Regions from separate parts of the Mus musculus genome. Here all the other regions are linked to region 7. Evidence: chromatin contacts called from public promoter capture Hi-C data. All regions are on one chromosome and are shown on one strand. Each heading gives the region's core, a stretch centred on a gene start, on an enhancer-like site or on the middle of the called end of the contact. The rest is flanking DNA. Distances are from core to core; before and after follow the strand shown. Region 1 holds the start of Ppp1r8 (protein phosphatase 1, regulatory subunit 8). Region 2 holds the start of Mtfr1l (mitochondrial fission regulator 1-like). Region 3 holds the start of Rpa2 (replication protein A2). Region 4 holds the start of Eya3 (EYA transcriptional coactivator and phosphatase 3). Region 5 holds the start of Pafah2 (platelet-activating factor acetylhydrolase 2). Region 6 holds the start of Aunip (aurora kinase A and ninein interacting protein). Region 7 holds the start of Nudc (nudC nuclear distribution protein).

Evidence for each region. Promoter capture Hi-C pulls out the DNA fragments that hold promoters and counts their contacts.
Region 1: a contact with region 7 is called in a promoter capture Hi-C map of liver, with 2.8 times the contacts expected there. The contact joins the promoter of Ppp1r8 here to the promoter of Nudc in region 7. A contact is called at or near these places in 5 of 39 promoter capture datasets (the 3T3-L1 cell line, embryonic stem cells, hippocampal neurons and 1 more) and 1 of 9 other capture datasets (pancreatic islet).
Region 2: a contact with region 7 is called in a promoter capture Hi-C map of liver, with 2.0 times the contacts expected there. The contact joins the promoter of Mtfr1l here to the promoter of Nudc in region 7. A contact is called at or near these places in 2 of 39 promoter capture datasets (liver and pre-B cells).
Region 3: a contact with region 7 is called in a promoter capture Hi-C map of liver, with 2.4 times the contacts expected there. The contact joins the promoter of Rpa2 here to the promoter of Nudc in region 7. A contact is called at or near these places in 2 of 39 promoter capture datasets (both in liver).
Region 4: a promoter capture Hi-C map of liver shows a contact between it and region 7, with 2.4 times the contacts expected there. The contact joins the promoter of Eya3 here to the promoter of Nudc in region 7. A contact is called at or near these places in 1 of 39 promoter capture datasets (liver) and 1 of 115 datasets of contacts at active chromatin or transcription factors (pancreatic cancer cells).
Region 5: a contact with region 7 is called in a promoter capture Hi-C map of pre-B cells, with 3 times the contacts expected there. The contact joins the promoter of Pafah2 here to the promoter of Nudc in region 7. A contact is called at or near these places in 2 of 39 promoter capture datasets (liver and pre-B cells) and 1 of 484 Hi-C or Micro-C datasets (B cells).
Region 6: a promoter capture Hi-C map of macrophages shows a contact between it and region 7, with 5 read pairs. The contact joins the promoter of Aunip here to the promoter of Nudc in region 7. A contact is called at or near these places in 2 of 39 promoter capture datasets (macrophages and pre-B cells).

Annotation. Positions count from the first base shown.
Region 1 is chr4:132,841,680-132,844,420 of GRCm38.p6, reverse strand. Ppp1r8 (protein phosphatase 1, regulatory subunit 8) reads left to right here and starts at 1,252. Exons shown (of 7, transcript NM_146154.3): 1 at 1,252-1,364. The coding sequence starts at 1,309.
Region 2 is chr4:134,534,122-134,536,918 of GRCm38.p6, reverse strand. Mtfr1l (mitochondrial fission regulator 1-like) reads left to right here and starts at 1,532. Exons shown (of 7, transcript NM_029759.4): 1 at 1,532-1,669.
Region 3 is chr4:132,767,066-132,769,777 of GRCm38.p6, reverse strand. Rpa2 (replication protein A2) reads right to left here and starts at 1,418. Exons shown (of 9, transcript NM_011284.3): 1 at 1,312-1,418; 2 at 992-1,098. The coding sequence starts at 1,321.
Region 4 is chr4:132,637,415-132,640,412 of GRCm38.p6, reverse strand. It overlaps Eya3 (EYA transcriptional coactivator and phosphatase 3), which reads right to left and starts at 1,367. Exons shown (of 17, transcript NM_210071.2): 1 at 1,258-1,367.
Region 5 is chr4:134,401,397-134,404,270 of GRCm38.p6, reverse strand. It overlaps Pafah2 (platelet-activating factor acetylhydrolase 2), which reads right to left and starts at 1,359. Exons shown (of 10, transcript NM_001285874.1): 1 at 1,167-1,359; 2 at 28-178. The coding sequence starts at 1,256.
Region 6 is chr4:134,509,666-134,512,395 of GRCm38.p6, reverse strand. Aunip (aurora kinase A and ninein interacting protein) reads right to left here and starts at 1,397. Exons shown (of 3, transcript NM_001081099.1): 1 at 1,227-1,397. The coding sequence starts at 1,304. It overlaps Paqr7 (progestin and adipoQ receptor family member VII), which reads right to left. Exons shown (of 2, transcript NM_027995.3): 2 at 2,159-2,730.
Region 7 is chr4:133,544,491-133,547,344 of GRCm38.p6, reverse strand. Nudc (nudC nuclear distribution protein) reads left to right here and starts at 1,318. Exons shown (of 8, transcript NM_010948.3): 1 at 1,318-1,540. The coding sequence starts at 1,460.

The DNA of each region.
Region 1 (2,741 bases), core at 3-2,502, 700 kb after region 7:
TTATTTCAACAAGTCCAAACCTCCAAATAGTGCCACTCCCTGGACCAAGCATATTCAAACCATGACATGTTCTATTGCTGTTGCTTACTGAAACCTGGAGAATTTATTATTATTATTATTATTAATTTTACTGTCTAGCAGGGCATAGTGTTGACTACCTTTAACCCTGTATCTCAGGAAGCAAAGGCAGATGGAATTTCAGATATGTGCTGCCACACCCTCCAACCATTTGTTTCTTTTAAAAACTGTGAAGTCATCATCCCATCTTTCTGCAAAAGTGAAAAAAGGACCATCCACTGCATACGAAGGAATGGTATGTTGTCAGAAACATATGGGACTAGTAGAGCCTGGCTTTTGGCTTTACATAGACTCAGGTTCGAATACCACTCCTTGTAAGGTGAGGCTAGAGCCTCTCTTCTGGAATCAATCTGTCTTGAGTTTTGGGAATACCAAGTGAACTGATCCATATGAAATACATACTTCCCCATAAGCACTCAATAGACAAAACCATTACAACCAGCAAGCTAATGGCTTAGAGGAAGATGGTAACCCTAATGCTTCCTATGTCACTATGACCCACAGAGAAAAATCCTAAGGGGCCATGAATTAAACATTTTTGAGAATTGGTTAAGTTACTAAAAATTGGAGGCTTTTTTTCCTTTTGAGTCTGTGCCTTGCAGCAGTTTGTCCAAAGTTTTCAAAAACAGACTACATGATTTCTGACACAGTCGCCTAATCTATAGATTCTCCCAGATCTAAGAAAATTACTGGTTTTGGGGAATTGAATCAGTGGCCTCATTCGCGCCTGCTGAACACACTACCACTGAGCCGTACACATCAGACTTGGGATCAGAAAGGACAAATGAGTAAGGATTCTGTTTTCAGATGCAGTGTTTCGAAGGAAGGCTGGAAAAAGGGGGAAAAAAAAAGCCATCACTTCTTATCTCTAGCCATCACCTGCTTATCGCTAGATGAAGCCCGAGGGGGTGGGTAGCTGGGAGTTAATGCAGATTGCAGAGCTCTAGGGTTTCTGGCGGAAAACGCAGCGCGAAAGCCGCATCAAGGTACAAACCACTCCTGACCCCGTGACCAAGGAGACACCCGCCCCCAGCCTCTCCAGCAAACACTGCAGACTTCAAACCCAGCCCCTGATGCCCTCCGCCAGAGGCGCTCCCAGGAGAGCGTCCTTGCGTTGCGCGTGCGCACGCACGCGCTGCGCACAGGCTGCTGGGATGCCGCCTCTTCCCTCCCGAGCTCTTAGTTTCCCGGCGTGCTTCAGACCCGCCAAATGGGAGGGGGAGACGCAAGATGGCGGCAGCCGTGAACTCCGGCTCCAGCCTCCCGCTGTTCGACTGCCCGACTTGGTGAGTAATGAGGTTTCTGGGACTGGAGCGGCTTGGCGTGAGTTAACCCGGACAGAAAGGAGAAGGTTGTATTTTTTTTTCCTCTTCCTTTTTTTTTTTTTTTTTTTTTTTGCGATGAAACGAACGTCTCAGAAAGATCCTGGAATGATTGAGGGAAAACTGTCCGCTGTGAGGGGCCGGGCGACGTGTGGAGGATCCTGGAGCTGGGGCCCAGGCTCTGCGGAAACCCGAGTTTTGGGGGCTCGAAGGTATTCAGTTTATACAGCGCTTGGGAGGTCAGCCGCTCACCGGGGTGCTTCAGGCCTTGGCCCCTAACTTGCCCTAACTCATCACTGAGTGCCCGATGCTCTCGGGGAGCATCAAACCTTCCCCGGGTGCTGAAGGTCTGGAGCGCGCACGAGCTGGCTTCCCTACCTCAGTCCAACCTGATGCTGCATCCCTCCGTGGCTGCTGCACCCTCCAAGCGGACTAGGTGCTCCTTGCGGGCAGGGATGGCGCGGGACTGTTCCCCCTTGTTCTCTGACCAGACCAGCACGAAACCCGGTACAAAAGACAGCAGAAGTTGTTAGCATACAGCATTTTCATCCCCTGGGAAGTTCAGAGAAGTAGTAGGATGGTTTCCGCGTTGAGTGGGGTGCAAGATGAATGAATAGGAACTGCTTTGCACGAGGATGCATCGGGGTTAGAGCCCTTTCTGCTGTTGCGGCTCTTCCTGGTTATTAACGTGTTACCTCTCGGGCTTCTGTTACATTGAGATCTTCAAGGGCAAAAACCCTTGCATCATGCTCAGCTCCTAGGCCTGAGTCAATCACATGGTAGGATATTCAGACAAAATATTTTGGCTTTAATGTTCATTTTAATCTGTATCTCGAAGCAAATGGGCTTTTGTTCGATGCACTGTCCTTTTAGCCACTGCCATGAGAGATTGGAGCGGAGCTGTGAGATGTCTGTGTTGAATCTTCAATGAGATAGACTCGATATCGTTTCTTCTGTGCAAATGTAAGGGCCCTGGAAGGTTCAAAAGAACAAGCCCAGGAAGCGAATGAATGCTTGGCTGTTTCCTGGATTTCTTTATTCTTTTAACATATCCATGTGCTTCAGCCTACAAATTCTTTATCCACACTGGTCCCTGGCTGCACTTATTTCAAATTTGGGCCAGCCAAATATAAAGAGACTCTTTCTTTGAGATCACCTGTCATTACCTCAGGGTCTGGTGTATACCAGGAACTGTGTCAGGTGATTTGACATTTGAGCATCCATCCCCTTGAATGATGAAGCGAGGTATAGAAAACAGTCTGATGACTTAGATTTTTTTTCACAAACACCTGTTCAGGGTGCCCCCACACCTCCCTCCCTTTGGAGCTTGGTTTCGTGGGC
Region 2 (2,797 bases), core at 283-2,782, 990 kb before region 7:
AAGTACTCAGAAATTGCTGGTTGTTTGTGAGCCTAGAGGCTGTCTGGGGCTGAGAAAAGAGAAAAACAAACCTGGGTATTCCCCGTAGTTAAAACACTCCTGGGAACATCTTGACCATAAGATAAAGAGGAATGTGAGGACATAACAGGGCTATCTGAACTGAGTCAACAACTCACAGAACTCTGACACCCTGCACGTACATGTAATTTTTCTCCTGATGTTTGAATAAGCCAATAGTGTGTTGCTATGCTGAATTCCACACCCCTAAGCCCCTTACCCCATAAAAACCCCTAGCTTTCCAGCCTCGTGGCCGACATCCGTTATCTCCTGTGTGGGATGCATGTCGGTCCGGAGCTCCGTAATTAAACGACCTCATTTAATTCCATCAAGATGGTCCTTCGTGATTTTTTGGGTGCACACCGAATCGGGAATTGAGTGGGGGTTTCCCCACTAGGTTCTATCAGTGGCTTTGTCGCTGATAGACTATCTGACAGTGATACCCAACAATCAAAAAGGAGCTGAGAAATTCCAGCTATCTATCTTGGCATGTGCCCTACCGGTGTTTAGAAGTAAATGTCTACAATTGTGATACAACTTCCCTGGGATTTAGCACAGTTGCAACTGTGCAGGTTTTTGTAGCCTGGAGCAATAGGCTTTACCAATTCACCTAGGATGTAGTATATTCTGTAGGTGTGTGTACGTACTCACTCTATAATGTTTGTGTAACTCAGTCACCTAAGGACACGTTTCCCAAAGAGTACCCGTTCTTCAGCAACATATAACTGTAATTTCCAGAGGACAACAATAGAGAAATAAAGCATGTATGGGTGTAGTAAGGCAGGTCTGGGCATAATGCCCATTGTGACTGCACAAAGCTGTCCACCCACGAATCCAAAAGATTTGTCCCTGGCAGGTGGGGATTATAGGCTTTGGGAGAACTGGTGAGTCAGGCAAAGCCACGTGCAGAGAAGAAAGTGTATGCCCATTAACTGGATGCCATGGAGACCGGTAGAAAGAGCGACCTTGAGAGCTTTGGTGTCTCCGAGTGCCATCAATCCACCCATCTCATTAACAGACTGAACTATGCTGCACACGTGTGTACGTGTATGAGCGTGTGTGAGACAGAGAACTTTAAAATAGAAGACAGCTATTCCGAAGCACTGGAGGGCATGCCTGAAAGGCGAAAGCAGCCATTTTTGCTGGGGGATGTATCTGGGGGAGCATGAAATGGGACGAGGGTCCAGACTAGATAGGAAAGGCTGAAATGCCAAGATGAGAGGATTCGGAGATCTGCAGCAGGAGTATGGACTATTTCCAGTGCTGAGCAGCAACACTGGCAGACTACCGCTTCCCAGAAGTTTGTTGACACTAAACACGGGAAGCAACTCCTACGGCAGCAACTAAACTTGGGAGGAAAACTCCAGCGGGATGCGCGCACAGACTTCGTGCCCTCCCCCGGAGGGGTGAGGGCGTGGCCCGGGGAGGGGTGTGGCCTCCTGGCCGGTCTGCCGTCCACTCAGAGCCCGCGTCCATTCCGGGCCCCTCTCTAGGCCCGCCTCTCCTGGGCGTGGTGCTCGCCGCGCAGCTGCAAATGATTGCTTCCGGAGGCGGGTCAGCGGAAGTGAGGGACTTCGAGGCCGGGCCGCCCGCTGGGGTAGGAGGGGCTGAGGTGAGTGTGGCGCTGGAGTCCGGGCTAAGCCCGATGCGGGGTCCCACAGGAGACGGGCTCGGTGAGCGCCCTGGGCCGTCGCCGGCGTCTCCGTCCCGGCGCAGGGGAGCACGCGTTCCCTGTTCCCGTGCAAGTTCTCGCGGGAGTCGCCGCTGTCTGCCCCCCTCGGTGAGGGCACTGGTCCCCAGGCGTAGTTGCTGGCCGTGTCACCCAGCGGTTGGGGTCGCCCCAGCCGTTGGAGCGCGGTACGCCCCGGGCCGCGCGGCGTATCTGGGACCTACGCCGGCCTGGAGGCTACTGAGCGGCCCGGCCCGGCCCGCGGGTCCAAGGGCCGCTGGACGCGCGGTAGGAACTTGGCCGACCTTGGCCCGGGCCGGGTCGCCGTCGCGGGGGTGGGGACCCGTCGTTGAGGGCGCAGGGGGCTGCATCTTGCTGGCCACCGGCGCCTCGTGAGACCCTCGCGCGCTCTGCCCGGGTGTCCGCCGGGCACCGCTGGGCTAAAGTTTCTCCCTGGCCCAGGACCTGCCGGGTCGAGGCGCTCTCGGAGCAGAGAGGGTCTGCCGAGAGTGGCCGCACGGGAAGACGCGGGCACGGCCAGCGCAGAAGGAGCTGCGGCAGCGCCGATGTGCGGAGGGAGAGCCGGGGCTGCGGAACCGGCTAGAGCGTCTAGCGGGCACGCGGGGGGCGGGGCCTCGAAGCCAAGTTAGTGTCGCCTACAGCGGTTTCTTAAAAGCAAGCCAAGTGCTTACAGCGGCTGCCGGAGGCCGGGATATGGGCCGTTCGGTTACTTCCATTTCTGTTTTGAGCACCCTCGGAAGGCGATCCAGGCTGCCACGGAGTGAACTGCGAACCCCAGGCTGCCAGGGACAGAGTGATGGATGAGCTGGGTGCTGAGGGACTGAGATAAGCTGGATAAGTTGGGTCCCACAGAGGCAGTGGTATAGACTGGGGCACAGATAGGTGTGTTGGGAGCTGGTAGCCCGGTAGTAGCATGGCCCCAGCAGAAGACTAGGGAGTGAGTATGGTCGCAGATCGTGTACTTGCCAAACTGTATTAGAGCTTGGTCTTAAGAGAGCTGGAAGATGGGGTATATCCTGCTGGCAGGACTGTGGAGTCTAGAAGAGAGTT
Region 3 (2,712 bases), core at 169-2,668, 780 kb after region 7:
ACAACAAGAAAACAACTGTCTCAGAGAGGTAGGGGTAGAAAGAGCACATCCCAGACATAGCAAGAGCAGTGTTCAGGACACCACGGAGACAACAGGGCCTTGTGAAAAGGCTTGAGAAATGACAAGCAGAAAAAGGACTACGAAGATGCTCTAGGTTTCTTGATAAAATGGAAGAAGTTAGAAGTATAGCTTCTTTTAGGAGATATTCTGGCAACCAGATGGCAGTCTCTGCAGAAAACCTGGTGAGTTTCGTCAAGCTGCTCATCTTTGGGCATCTTAACAGGAGAGTCAGATGGAGTGGGCAGAGGAGCATCTAGCAAAGACACTTGCCTCTCAAGCCACCTACGAGCAATGTAGTTTGTTTGTTTTTTAAGAAAGGATCTTTTTGGGCTGGAGAGATGGCTCAGCGGTTAAGAGCACTGACTGCTCTTCCAGAGGTCCTGAGTTCAATTCCCAGCAACCATACGGTGGCTCACAACCATCTGTAGTGGTATCTGATGCCCTCTTCTGGTGTGTCTGAAGACAACTACAGTGTACAGGCAGGTGGATCTCTGAGTTCCAGGCCAGCCAGAGCTACAAACACCTCCAAAACACTTGGTCATACAATGAATATGTACGAGGCAGAAAAAGCCCAGCAGATTAAGGCTTAGCGTGTCCTTCCTGTCAGTTACCAACAGGAAACAACCCCAAACCTGTTCTGAACACAGTGGACTCTTGTTCTTCAGGGATTTTTGTGCCCTGGGGACAGCGATATTAAACTCTACTAAAGCATACTTTCGAGTGGTAGGGCCAGGAAAATGGAGGCCGGGCGAACCACTGCAGGCTTGCCAAACAATAAAATAATAAAAACCCTGTTCCCCACTTGACCATACAAAAGACAAGGTAGGTAACGGACAGCTTCTGACACCTTGGGGTGTGCCACCCTCCCGCACGAAAACACGTTCCCTCCTGGCCAGGACACAAATGAGAACGGAGCCGTCAGTCTACGTACCGATTTCTTCTCCGCCTGCGACGGTGTGGGCGACCCGAAGCCACCGGGGGACTGCGTGTAGCCGCCTGCTCCGCCATAGGTGGAGCTGCTGAAGCTTTCGAATCCGCCTGCGGGGAACGACCGTCGTCAGAGTCTGCGCTGCGCTCCCCATCTCTATACCTGGCGACCGCTGTCCCCACCGCCCCAGCCGCGACAATCCCCCTGCCACCCCGCGAACGCCGCCGAGCCCGCCTCGGGCCTCTCGCTCCGTCCCGGCCTTCCTGCGCCAGACTCGCCCACTCCCAACACCCTCGCGTGACTCTCCCCACGCCCGCCATTACTATTCCACATCCTGGTCGCAGTTCTCCGGAGAGAGCGGCCCAAGACGCTCGGACACGAAAACTAAGAACACTTGGGAACTCTGTGCCGCTCTGGCGTGGCAGCCTTCTGGCTACTTTGCACTGGCGCCACAAACTCCTTCCCGCGAAGGGACAGCCAATCAGCGCCCTGGACACATTTACCTTCAGCCAATCAGAACTCATGAGTCCCCTCCTTTTTTTTTCGGTATCAAGGCCAAGCTTAGGAAAAACACCCGGCCCCAAGAAGGAATGGAAGCATGCGCGGCCATCTTTACTGAGGGCAAATTTCCGATAGGACAGTATTCAAGAAAACAACCAATCAAAACGATACTTCCGGGGCCATCCTCAAGCATTCTTCACACACACCCCATCTCCGTCGCATGCAACCCTACATCACTTCCGCCGCTCGCTAGCCCCCTTTTCCCGCCAAACTGCTAGTTTTCTGCTCTTCCAGAACTCCCGAGTTCAATTCCCAGCAACCACATGGTGGATCACAACCATCTATAATGGGATCTGCTGTCCTCTTCTGGTGTGTCTGAAGATAGTGATATTGTATTCATAAATAAATACCTGCGTGATGGTGGAAGGAGAGGCTCAACTGTTAATCCCACTGAAGATGAGTAGAAATGATTAAACAATTTTTGGTCAAATTAAGCAAGCTTAATTTTGTCAGAGATGGCTATCTCGCTAAACTGGGGTTTTGAGAAAACAGCATCGCCGGGCAGTGGTGGCACAGACCTTTAATCCCAGCATTTAGGAGGCAGAGGCAGGAGGATTTCTGAGTTCGAGGCCAGCCTGGTCTACAGAGTGAGTTCCAGGACAGCCAAGGCTACACAGAGAAACCCTGTCTCGAAAAAACAAAACAAATACAAAATGAGAAAACAGCATCGAACACAAGAGGTGAGGTTTATATAACCCCCAAAACTGCAAGAATATGGACATTTTCAAGGGTTATGTAGGCACTTGGTCGAACATTTCAGCATTATTTGGCAGAACGTCTATCAGACTGAAATCAGGGTATAGGGTGTGGAACCTGTCGAAATTCAGAAAGTTGGTCAAGACCTGGTCAAATTAAGTTTTATAGAAAAGAGGAATGGACTTATTTTGGTAGTATGATAAGATGGCTTCAGAACTTAAGGTGGAGTCAGGCTGCTCCATCACAACTCCTACAAGTTGTCCTCTACACACACACACACAAGCACACACTCCAGCACACATGTTCATACGCACACACAGGCTTGTATCCAGGGCATAGATAACATGTTCATGTTTTCAAAGAAAGAAACCCTACCTGGGGGAGGGGTTGGCACACGCCTTTAACCCCAACACTTGGGAGGTGGAGGCAGGTGGATCTCTGTGAATTTGAGGCCAGCTTGGTCTACA
Region 4 (2,998 bases), core at 118-2,617, 910 kb after region 7:
ATGGCCAAGCTCCAAAGTCCTTTGCTAAAAATAGGTGAAGGGAGTGGCCCAATTTTGGAATATGGCAGTCTATGTTCTATTCTCTTATGTGTATATGAGGGAGAACTGTGCCAAGAGGAACCAATAATAAACGCGGTTATTTGTTCTGTACATATTTAATTATTAATACTGAATTTTAGACTGATCACGCACAAAATGACGAAAAGAAAATGATGGTTGCAATGATATGCTACAAACACCCCAAAAACCGGAAGGGAGGAAAAAAAAAGAATTATCCAAATTTGTACCTCTAGATATACCTTAGATCACAAAATTTGAGAAACAGGACATTAACCATTATAAAGTCTAACCCTTTTCACATTATAGATGATTTTAAACCTCCAGAAAATGTAAGATAAGATGTCTTAAATTTTAAAATGCTAAGATCATGATTTCTAAACCATGGTAGCAACACTAGAGAAAAAGAAGTTAAAAAGAACGTTCTAAGAAACAATGTCTGGCTTATAAGGAAAATGATATTACATTGGTGAATCTTGGCAGAAAACAGCAACACCACACCACATCACAGTCGTTTAAAAGTTTAGAAACCCGGAGTCCTCTAACTTTAAATCCATGCAGAGTGAAGAACATCCGCACTTTTGCCTCAGCTGTGCACATCCATTCTCGTGGGACAGAGGACTCAAAACAGACAGGACGAAGACCTGTCAATTCAGGAGATCTCACAAGCCCGCCAGCGAGTCCGCCACCTGTTCGCTGCTGCCCAGAGAGCCCAGCAAACTGAGGCAGTGCGAGGACCTGGGGACGCCTTTGTTGTTCTCTAACTGGGGAAGCGACCTCAAGTCTAACCTCGCGCCTCCAAGCTGGAGCAGTCGGCCAGGATCTGGACTCGGAGGAAGCCCTCTCGCTCTGAAAGGGCAGGCGCAACACTCTTGTCATCTACCAGTCCCTGGAGGGGGGAAGGGTCACAGGCGAGGAGGGCTGGGGGACAGAGCCGAACCCCAACGCTCCGGGTGGAAAAACAGTGGATCGGGAAGAAGTGCTGAGAGAAGGGGGAGGCAGAGACCCGGCGCCTAGGCGAGAAGGGGCGAGGCCAGAGCGACGCCCGGGAAAAGCTCGAGGGCAGACCGGCAGGCAGGGACGAGGGGGACGGTGACGGGACCCCCTACCCAGCACGACCAAGGAGGACCTCTTCAGCCGGGACCCCGAACGCTGCACCCGAGCCACCGCGCTCACACCCTGGCGGCGGCGGGGACTCACCAGACGGCTGCAGACACTGCCCAGCACGACATGGGACGATTACGGACCCACTCTGGAACCAACAGAGTGGCGGAAACCGCGGCGTTAGCGTGACCCGGATGCGCATCCCTAGCCACCGGAAGTAGATGCGGGACCGCCTAACAATCCACACCCCGTTCCGACAGAACCCAGAGGACCAGTCAATCGTCTCGGGGCGGGGCAAGGCTTAGGTCCCGCCCACCTCGCAGACCCAGTTGCGTGATTGACTCCCTGGATCTTACGCACGAGATGACTTTCCGAGGATGCTGGTGCTGCTAAATTGCCGCCGCCTTCGTGAAAAGTACTCCCGCCCTCCCCAAAACAAAGTCAGATCAGGCTGATCTCGAACTGGGGACCCTCCTCCTTCAGCCTAGGGCTTGTGCCTCCATGCCCAGCCACCGCTCTCATCTTTGAAAGTAAGTTCTAAAAAAAAAAAATGTGTGTGATTCCTACCGTAAAGGGACGACGAAGTTGAAAAATGTTGACTGCAATTGGTCGAGTTAGAAAGACTAGGAGAGGAAAAATGGATGGGAACTTTTGAAGACACTTGAAAGGCTAACTCAAAGTGAACATTTCTATCCGAAAATTTAGTTTATACCTAGTATTATATTACACTTGCAGCTGCCTTCATTTTGTGCAAATTGTTTTCAGGAACATTTTGTTGTTTTTGTTTTTGTTTTTGTTTTGGTGTGTGTGGGGGTGGTTTTTTGTTGTTGTTTTTCCAAGAAAAGTTTTTCTCTATGGACCTTGGCCTAGAATTCCCTCTAAAGATCAGACTGGGCTCGAAATCAAGAGATCCACCTTCTTAGCTCAGAAACATTTTTTAATGCTTCATTAATTCTAAAATACAACTCAAGTGTGGACGAGGAATGGAGTTGAAGACAGGCTTTGTATAGTTGTCAGTGTATTCAATTCCATTCATGTTTGAAGGGAAAGACCCTCAAGAAAAAAAGACCCAGGCTGGTGAGATGGCTCAGTGGGTAAGAGCACCGGACCGCTTTTCCGAAGGTCCAAAGTTCAAATCCCAGCAACCACATGGTGGCTCACAACCACCCGTAATGAGATCTGACTCCCTCTTCTGGAGTGTCTGAAGACAGCTACAGTGTACTTACATATAATAAATAAATAAATCTTTAAAAAAAAGAAAAAAAGACCCAGAATTACAAATATTAGATTAACCCACAAAGTTTAAAAAACAAAAACCTAGCTTTTCAATACAAATAAAAATAAAAGATTTTTATTAACTGCTTCTATTTCAACAATTTTCTAAGCAACTACTTTTTGGGGAGCGAGCATCTTAACTGCTCTTTCTCACACATCACACCTACTTAGCACAATCAGTAGATGCTGTCTTCAAAGTCTTTGCAGAATCGGACCATTTTCCACCTGTGTTGGTATGAACCACAGTCAGTATGTAATTCTGAGGGTCCCATTCATGTTTGCTACCCTATACTCAATACAGAAGAGAGCCTCCCGTGAAAGCCTTAATCAGATCGTGTGCTTCTTCCAATGGCTCTGTCTCAGTGTGAACACTAAAATCCTTACATCACCTACAGGACTCAGAAGACTTTACTCTTCGAGTAGAACTCTAACCTACTTTGTCCTACCTTCCTTCCACTTACAACAGACTGGCCTCTGCTGTTCTCCCAGCCTGCAGGCAGGCTCTGGTGCTGTCTGCTTTCTACTCCCTCTACCTAGAGTACTTTTCCCTGAGACAGCTCTT
Region 5 (2,874 bases), core at 110-2,609, 860 kb before region 7:
AAGCAGCCAGGGCCGGGCCAGCCTTACCGATACCCACGTTGAACAGCAACCCCACCCAGCGCTTGTTATACTGCAGGTAATCGGCCAGACCCATGCTGTACTCGTAGCGGGGAATCCACAGGGGCTGCTCGCACTTCTCTGATGCTTGGCAAGGGTAGAAGAGTCGGAAGAGGCTCCCCTGGGGAAAAGAAGGGAGCAGCTGCTGGGACCACAAAGCTTAGGCATTTGGGGTCAGCAGGAGTCTGGGGCACCAACAGAGAAACAGAGGCTTCCTCCGATCCAGAAACAATTTTGTGGCTAGCACATCAGAGGGCTTATGTCCTGACTGTCAAGTGCATTTCCAATTACATCCTGGAACAGCGCCATACTGTGGACCTAGGCTCCGTGCGAACGAGGGAGGTGGGGGGGCTAGGTCTTTGCTCTTAGGATGAACTCAGTGGCAGCAGAAGGCTTGGTCAGGAGAGGGAGCAGGAGAGGGGTTACCAGGAAGTGGGTGTCTCTCACAGAACAGAGGTGAGCCCAACCACCGGGGACAAAAACCTAAGGAACTTGTTGGGTCATGGTGGCACGTGCCTGAAGTCCTGGAGGTGGGAGGATCAGGGGCTTATGGTCATTCTTGGCTACATTTCCGGTTGGAGGGCAGCCTGAGCTACATGAGAAACCTCAAAAATGTTAAAAAGGAAGAGGAGGAAGAAGAGGAAGAGGAGGAGGAGGAAGAGGAAACAAAGAAAAAGAAAAGCTTAGGAATTGGCAGGAGGTTCAGAAACCAGAGAGAAGTGAATGGGAGGCTAGAGGTGAAGACCTCATCTTCCCACCCAAGCTGTAGAGTCAGGACAGTGGCCTGTGGCCCACTATGCTTCATCCTGTCCCCCTACATCAGGATGGCATCGAAAAACCTCTCTAGGGTCAGATGCCTGGACTCACGACAGGAGAAAGGGTCTGTGAGGTGCCTCTGGCTCCTCCTTGCTGCAGAAAGAACTCGGCCATCTGCGGAGGTTCTAAGAGTTTAAATGAGGAATTTAAAAGCCAGCAGGAAAACAGGCCAAAAGGCTGATGTCCAAACTCTGCCCAGCTGTAACTTAGCAGCCCAGAACTTACACACTTGGACCTGTGCTGGTGAAGTCCCCGCAGTGGAACAGAGCAGGGGCGGAGCTTGGGACACTTACCTCAAGACTGTGACCCTCCATCACATCCGTGCAGCCAATGTGGTGGGGTCCCGAGATGGGTGGGAAGCACACAGACTGGCCGGCCCCCATCTCATCACCAGCTGGACCAAAGCCGGGTGCTCGGGAATTTGCTGGCTGGAAGACAGAACACAGAACAGCCTCTTGCTGGTCTCTCCCTCACTTGCTGTTTCTCTAGGTCATGTGCCAACCCTGTCCACTTCCTGACATCCTTATCACCCCAGCCGACCTTCCTGCCAGCTACTCACTAAATCATATTCGTTATTTACACTTGCGACTTTGCCAACGTTTTCAGGCTCGTCTTTCGGTTGTCTTTCTGCAGTGGCGGGGTGGAAGCCGGGGCCTTACACTTGTTAGGTAGCGACCCATTCCATCCCCAGCCCTATGGACTGTGGTCTTCATTTCCCTCTGGTGGGGTGAGGAGATAGTGGTGATGAGCTAGTCCTCAGATCCCTCAAAACCTACAAACCATAAGGGTGTGGCTCAGTTCTAGCATACAAGAAGCCCTGGGTTCAATTCCCAGAACTATAGAAAACAGCTACGGCGATGAACACCTGTAACCCCAGCACTGAGGAGGGTGGTGTCCGGAGGGTTAGGAGTTCAAGGCAAGCCTGGGATGCATGACTCTGTCTCAGGATTATTGCGTAATGACCCCGCACCTACCGTGTATCTATCTGACAGTAACTGCTGTAGTGATTACAGCCCAGACTTTGCCTTCCCTGGCTAATAACGCCCCACTGAGGTCCAGCTCTTCCTCAGCTAGCACTGTACTAAGTCTCTGATAAACACTGCTTCATCTAACCCTCTCAACAGCTTTCCGAGAAGGGAGGTAGCTGGACCAATTTTGCAGACTCAAGAGCAAGGCAGAGAGGTCTAACTCAGCCCACGAACCGGCTTAAAGCAAGCAACATTTCAATTCCTATTCCTTACAGCCTAAACCACCTGCATGGGCGGGGCCCTGCCCCCCACCCCCACCCCCGCGGTTTGTTTGGACATTCTGAGTCCTCCTCTGGGAGGATCAGTGTGCAAGCCAGAGCAAGCCTGGGCAAAGAGAGACTTTGGAGATGGTTGCTGCCAACGCTCCCTGCAATCACCCCTGTCCCTGCCTCGGCACATACACGTGTGTAACTGAAGAACTCATAGTCCTGAACTGTTTAAGGCCACAGCTGTTACTACACACACACACATACACACACACACACACACACACACACACACACACACACACACACACACACACACACACACACCTTCCTGCCTGCCAATCATCTGGTCCAGAGGAAAAACCCCAAGAAGCCAGCCAGAGTCACTCTACTTAACGTTGGGAGGCAATAATTTTCTCTCTACTATTCCTTTTCCTCTTTTGTTCTTCCAGCGCAAATTTTAAGACACCCACTAATACAAAAAGGAGGAAGGGAAGAGGAGCTAAATTCTGTTGCAGGCTGTGGACCGCACAGCCAGTGGGAAGGGGGAGGAGCCTCTGCCAGACTCCACCCACTCCACCCCACCCCACCCCGGCCCGACCCTCCTCCCCCGAGGCTGAGCACACACACTGGAGAACCAAGACTGCCGCTGCAAGACACATGTGGGTCACATGATGGTGAAGCAGCTGCAGCTCCTGTCATAAAAGAGAGATAAAATGCCACTGGAGTTCTGAGGAGAGTGAGTGTGTCCCCTGAGCGTGGGAGCA
Region 6 (2,730 bases), core at 148-2,647, 960 kb before region 7:
TTTTGTTTGTTTGTTTGTTTGTTTGTTTGTTTTTGTTGTTCTCGAGACAGGGTTTCTCTGTATAGCTCTGGCTGTCCTGGAACTCACTTTGTAGACCAGGCTGACCTCAAACTCAGAAATCTGCCTGCCTCTGCCTCCCGAGTGCTGGGATTAAAGGCGTGCGACACCACGCCCGGCTCCAAAAATGTTAAGAGGAAAAAAATGTGAAAGTTTGTTACCCTCAAAAAATTACTTCAGCCAGGCAATGGTGGCCTTTAATCTCAGCACTTGGGAAGCAGAAGCAGGTGGCTCTCTGAGCTCAGGGACAGCCAGGACTACACAGAGAAACGCTGTCCCCGGGGAAGAAAATGACTTCGGTTGTAAGATGACTTTAAGAATCCTCAATTTTTCAGTCGGGTGTGGTTGCACACGCTGATCGTAGCACTAGGGAAGCAAAGAGGTGGATCTCTGAGCTCAAGGCCAGCCAGCTCTACACAGTGAGTTCCAGAATAGCCAGTTACATAACAGAAAAAAAACCCTGGCTCAAAACAAAACAAAAACCAAGAATCTCCAATTTTTCATCAGCAAAAAATGGTTAACAGCTGCTCTTTAGACTGCTAATCATACTATTTAAATCTCAGATCTCCACCTGTTCCATTCAATCTGCTTTAATAGTCTCAAATCAACAGCAATCTTTCTAAACTCCAAAAGTCACATTTCTCTTGAAACTACTTATGGGGACATATCATGTTCTGCCTAGGTAATTGGACTGATACTAGCATATAGCTGGACCAAACAAGGTAATATTACTTAAAACCCTAAACACAACGGCCAGCATAAGATGCTAAACAAGCAATTGTCTAACACTTGTTGGTAATAAGCGAACTGGGGGAACCTGGATTACTCAACCCTCTTTCACTAGTGAAAAAAAAAAAGATTAATGACACAGCCAACGCATATTAAACGCCCAATTAGTCTCCAGCACCCCAGGGATGCTCATTTAATGTTGGGCCAGATCCCCGATCTGATCTGCATTTTCCATGTTGCTGGTTCTGGCAAACTGGGTAGACCGCACCCTGTAGGTGACCAGTCGTGGAGCCCTTCCCAGCATGCCACAGGACGCCTGAGGCGCCAGTTCAAAGGCCTCACGCTGCCAGTCGCCCCGAATCCCGTCCTCCCTTTATGCCGACCCCCTCCCTTCAGGCGTCCCCCAAAGCCCGCGTATCGCCTCAATATTGGCGTCCCACCTGCATCTTCCGCCTCTTCAGCGCCGCCGCGTCCAACCACACACCACACGCCTCCTCCTCGGGCCCTCTATGCCTCATGGCGGCCGCGCACCGCGCACCACTGCAGCCGGCGTTAGCGCCAACCCGCGTTCAGATCTCCCGCCACTGCAGGAGGCAGGGCTCTGCCCGGCCGTAATGACGTAAGCCCCGCCCCTAACCACGCCCAGTGCGCTAAGGAAGCCGGGCGGTTCCCGGGAGCTCTTCCTGCTTTGCTCTTCATTCCTGTGTGGACTCTGCACCCTCTGCATGTGTAGGTCACTACCAAGTTTGGTTTGGCAGGACTGCACTTTTTTTCAGAAATATATATATGAATACATATTATAATATGTAATATGTATCCACATATATAATATGTACTCATATAATTTGTGACTATACTATATAAGTATTATAGAATACATGATAAAATAAAATACATGCATATACTCTATAAGTGAGTGTATATTAATATATTGTGTTGATATATTTATGTAAATATATTTATGCATAATTTTTAAGAATTATGTTGGGGGGTGTCTGTAGGCATGCGCGCATGAGCATAGGTGTAAATGGAGGACAGAAGAGTAGGATTCCGAGGATGGAGCTAGAGTATAGGCTCTTCTGAGTCACCATATAGGAGCTAGGAATCAAATCAGGGTCCTCTGCAAGAGCAACCAGTGCTCTTAACCGCTGAGCCATCTCTCCAGTCTCAGACTGCACAGTTTTACTCCAGAGCCTCCCCTCCTGGAGCAGTGGAGCCAGGTTCTAGACCCCACTCTAAACCCTTTTGTCCCTGGCTGACCCAGTGGTTGGTTACCCGACACTAGGGGTTGCCACTAATTGGCATGTAAGAGTAACTGAGCCAATACATGGAAGATCTTTGAAAACATGAAATAAAAAATCGAATCAAGGAATTGGGTGGTGGAACCACAGGCCTTTAATCCCAGCAGAGGCAGGTGGATTTCTGTGAGTTACAAAACAAACCTGGTGTACAGAGCAAGTTCCAGGACAGAGAAACACTGTTTCAAAAAAAAAAACAAAAGAAACAAAATTGGAATCCAGGGATGAGGCTGTAACTTCATTTGTTAGAGTGCTTGTCTAGCAGGCATGGGAGGCTTAAATGCAAACACTTGAGAGACAGAGGCAGGCAGATCTCTGTCAGTTCAAAGCAGAACTAAAAGAAAGTTTGTAATTATTATTTAGAGTTACAGGAGATTGTGAGCCACCCAATATGTGTGCTGGAAATCAAACTCAGATCTCCTGGAAGGGCAGGACACACTCTTAACCAGTGAGCCCTCTCTCCAGCCCTGGGTGAATATTTCTTGTAACTTTTCGTATGTCTGGTTTTATATAAATTTTATATATGAATTTCATATGTATTACACGAAAACCCTTAGAATATATTATAAGTGGCGGGACATGTCCTATCTGTTTCCTTATTCATCTGCAGTTCTGGGGACTGAATGAAGTGTCTCATGCAAGGCTC
Region 7 (2,854 bases), core at 69-2,568:
GGTTTCTCTGTATAGCCCTGGCTGTCCTGGAACTCACTCTGTAGACCAGGCTGGCCTCGAACTCAGAAATCCACCTGTCTCTGCCTCCCAAGTGCTGGGATTAAAGGCACCTGCCACCACTGCCTGGCTTGTACTAGGGTTTCTTTTGCTGTGATGAAATACTATGACCAAAAACAGATTGGGGAGAAAAAGGTTTATTTGGCTTACATTTCCACATATTAGTCCATCTTTGAAGAAAGTAAGAATAGAAACTCAAACAGGGTAGGAACCTGGAGGCAGGAGCTGATGCAGAGATCATAGAAGGTGTTGCTTCCTTATAGAACTCAAGACCACTAGCCCACAGATAGCCCCACCCACTGTGGGCTGACCTTCTCCATCAATCACTAATTAAGAAAACACCCTACAGGTTTGCCTACAGAAGGATCTTAAGGATGCATTTTCTCAATTGTGGCACCCTCCTCTCTGCTGACTCTAATGTCAAGTTGATATAAAATTAATCAGCACAGCTTCTAACATGGAGATGACCCAGACCAGCTCTCAGAGACCTCAATCTGATAGAAGGAACCTGCTCTTTGGGAGTGACGTTCAACCCTTAAGAGTTCCTATTCCAAGGTGTGAGATAGCCAGGCTCTCTGGAAAAGTTAATGTAATAATCTTGTAACAGTATAGCACTCTCAGGTTTACAAAGTAATAAATAAATGTACGCGCCGGCGGTGGGGAATCTTCAGGCTATACAAGCCTGCATGCAATCTCAGTGCTTGGAAGTGAAGGCAGGCAGGCCAGGAACACAAGTTTGTCTTTGCCTTGGATACACGGGGCATGTCTCAACAAAACAAAACAAGCCATCACCTCTGCCGTCAACAGCAACGACAAAACAAACAAACAAAAAAACAGAAAAACTAAGGATTTTCAGACAGTAATGAAAGAGCATTAATCCTAGTGCAAACAGTTTGTAAAACTGTTCTACTCAAACTACAGTTTTGTGCTCTTTTCTTAAACGTCTAGTAGGTTGACCCTTTGGTGAGTGCTTTCTTCCTGAGTCTTAACTGCGGCTTGTAGGAGGAGAAGGCTAACAGTATCACTTGATCAAAACTTCCAGCCCTATTAAGATGTGAGCTCAGAGCTTTCTAGAAAGCTCCCAGGTATCTGGTGACCATAGCAACTCAAGCCAAACTCTGCGGCAGCGAGCCCCGCCCACTGCCTTGGGACCGCGACTGTTGATTTGCTCCTCGGCTTAGCCAATGGCCAGAGAAGCGGGTTGTGTTCCGGGAGCTCAATGGGCACCGATGGGCGGGGAGGCGGGAAGAAAGCCGGGAAGGGCGAACCCGCACGGCCGGGCGGCTCCTGCGTGTTTCCGGCTCCGCTGCGGAAGGCTAGCGAGGGGAGCCGTTGGGCCCGCGCGAACCGTGGGGAGCGCGGGCATCGCAGAACGCGAGTGCGGAGCTCGGGGCGCAGCACGATGGGAGGGGAGCAGGAGGAGGAGCGCTTCGACGGCATGCTGCTGGCCATGGCGCAGCAGCACGAGGGCGGCGTGCAGGAGGTAAACGACGTGGCCCGCGCCGCAGCCCTTCTCCGCGGTCGGCCGAGACCTCCCCCACCCCGGCCGCGCGGGTCCCCGGGTCCCCGCGTCCCAGCTTCCGGTCTGCCCAGCCCGCGAGTGAAGTCTCGCTCCAACGCCGTCAGCGCCCTGCACTTAGCCCCCAAGAGCAGTTTTCGTTGTCCCAGAGTGACCCCAGAGCTTCCGCACCCACTCTGCGCTCCACGGGTGTTTCTGCTTTCATTTTAATGGTTACTGTGTAGAGCATCCCTAATGGTGGTTACTCTTTAGAGCATCTCTGGGCCGACTCTTCTCGATATGATCTGCATCTTACCCAAAGTGGAGCCTGCCTATCAATACTGTGTAGGGTAGTGAGAGCCCGGGGGGGCGGTTAGCACGTGGTCTCTTTATACTTGAAAGTATACTGACTGAGGAAGTGAGCCGGAGACCTGTAGGTTAAGCTCCCTCCTGGTTTATCCTCAGTTACCTCGTCTGTGAGGTGAAGCTTAGGAATATCAGTTCCTGTTGTTTTTTTTTCTTGAGTCAGGGTCTTGCTCTATATCCCTGGCTTACGCAGAACTTGCTATATAGACCAAGTGACTTCCAAATCAGGGTTATTCTTCCTCTGTCTTCAGAGTGCGGGAACTTGGATATGGGCCACCCTGCCTAGCACCTAAGTACTTGTCATTGTCGTGTACCAGACACATAATAAGACTGGGTCCTGGGGATGCAGACACGGAAGAGACTAGGCTTTGCATTTGGGGAATTTGTTGAGGGTTTCTTGCTTTAAAAAATTATTTGGAGCCGGGTGTTGCTTTAATCCCAGCACTCAGGAGCCAGAGGCAGGTGGATCTTTGAATTTGAGGCCAGCCTAGTCTACAGAATGGGTTCTAGTACAGCTTGGGCTACACGGAGAAGCCTTGTCTCAGAAAAAAAACAAAACCAAAGAAATTTATTATTATTATTATTATTATTATTATTATTAGTAGTAGTAGTAGTGTTTGTGACAGGACAGTTTTAAGGGGCCAGTTTATTCCTGCCACCAGTATCTGGGTTTTTAGGGTTGAGTTGCTAGGATTTTGAGGCAGTCAATTTTACCCAGTGATTCATCTTGCTGGTCAGGATAAGATGGTGCGTGACTGGAGTCCTAGCACTGGGGAGGAAGAGGCAGGAAAATTGCTACAAGTTAGAGGTTAGCCTGGTCTGTATAGCAACTTCTAAGCCAATCAGGGATATATAGTAAGACCCACAAATATAATAACCCCCAAATAACCCATAGGTGATGTTAAATGGCCAGACCTAGTTCACACAGTGGGT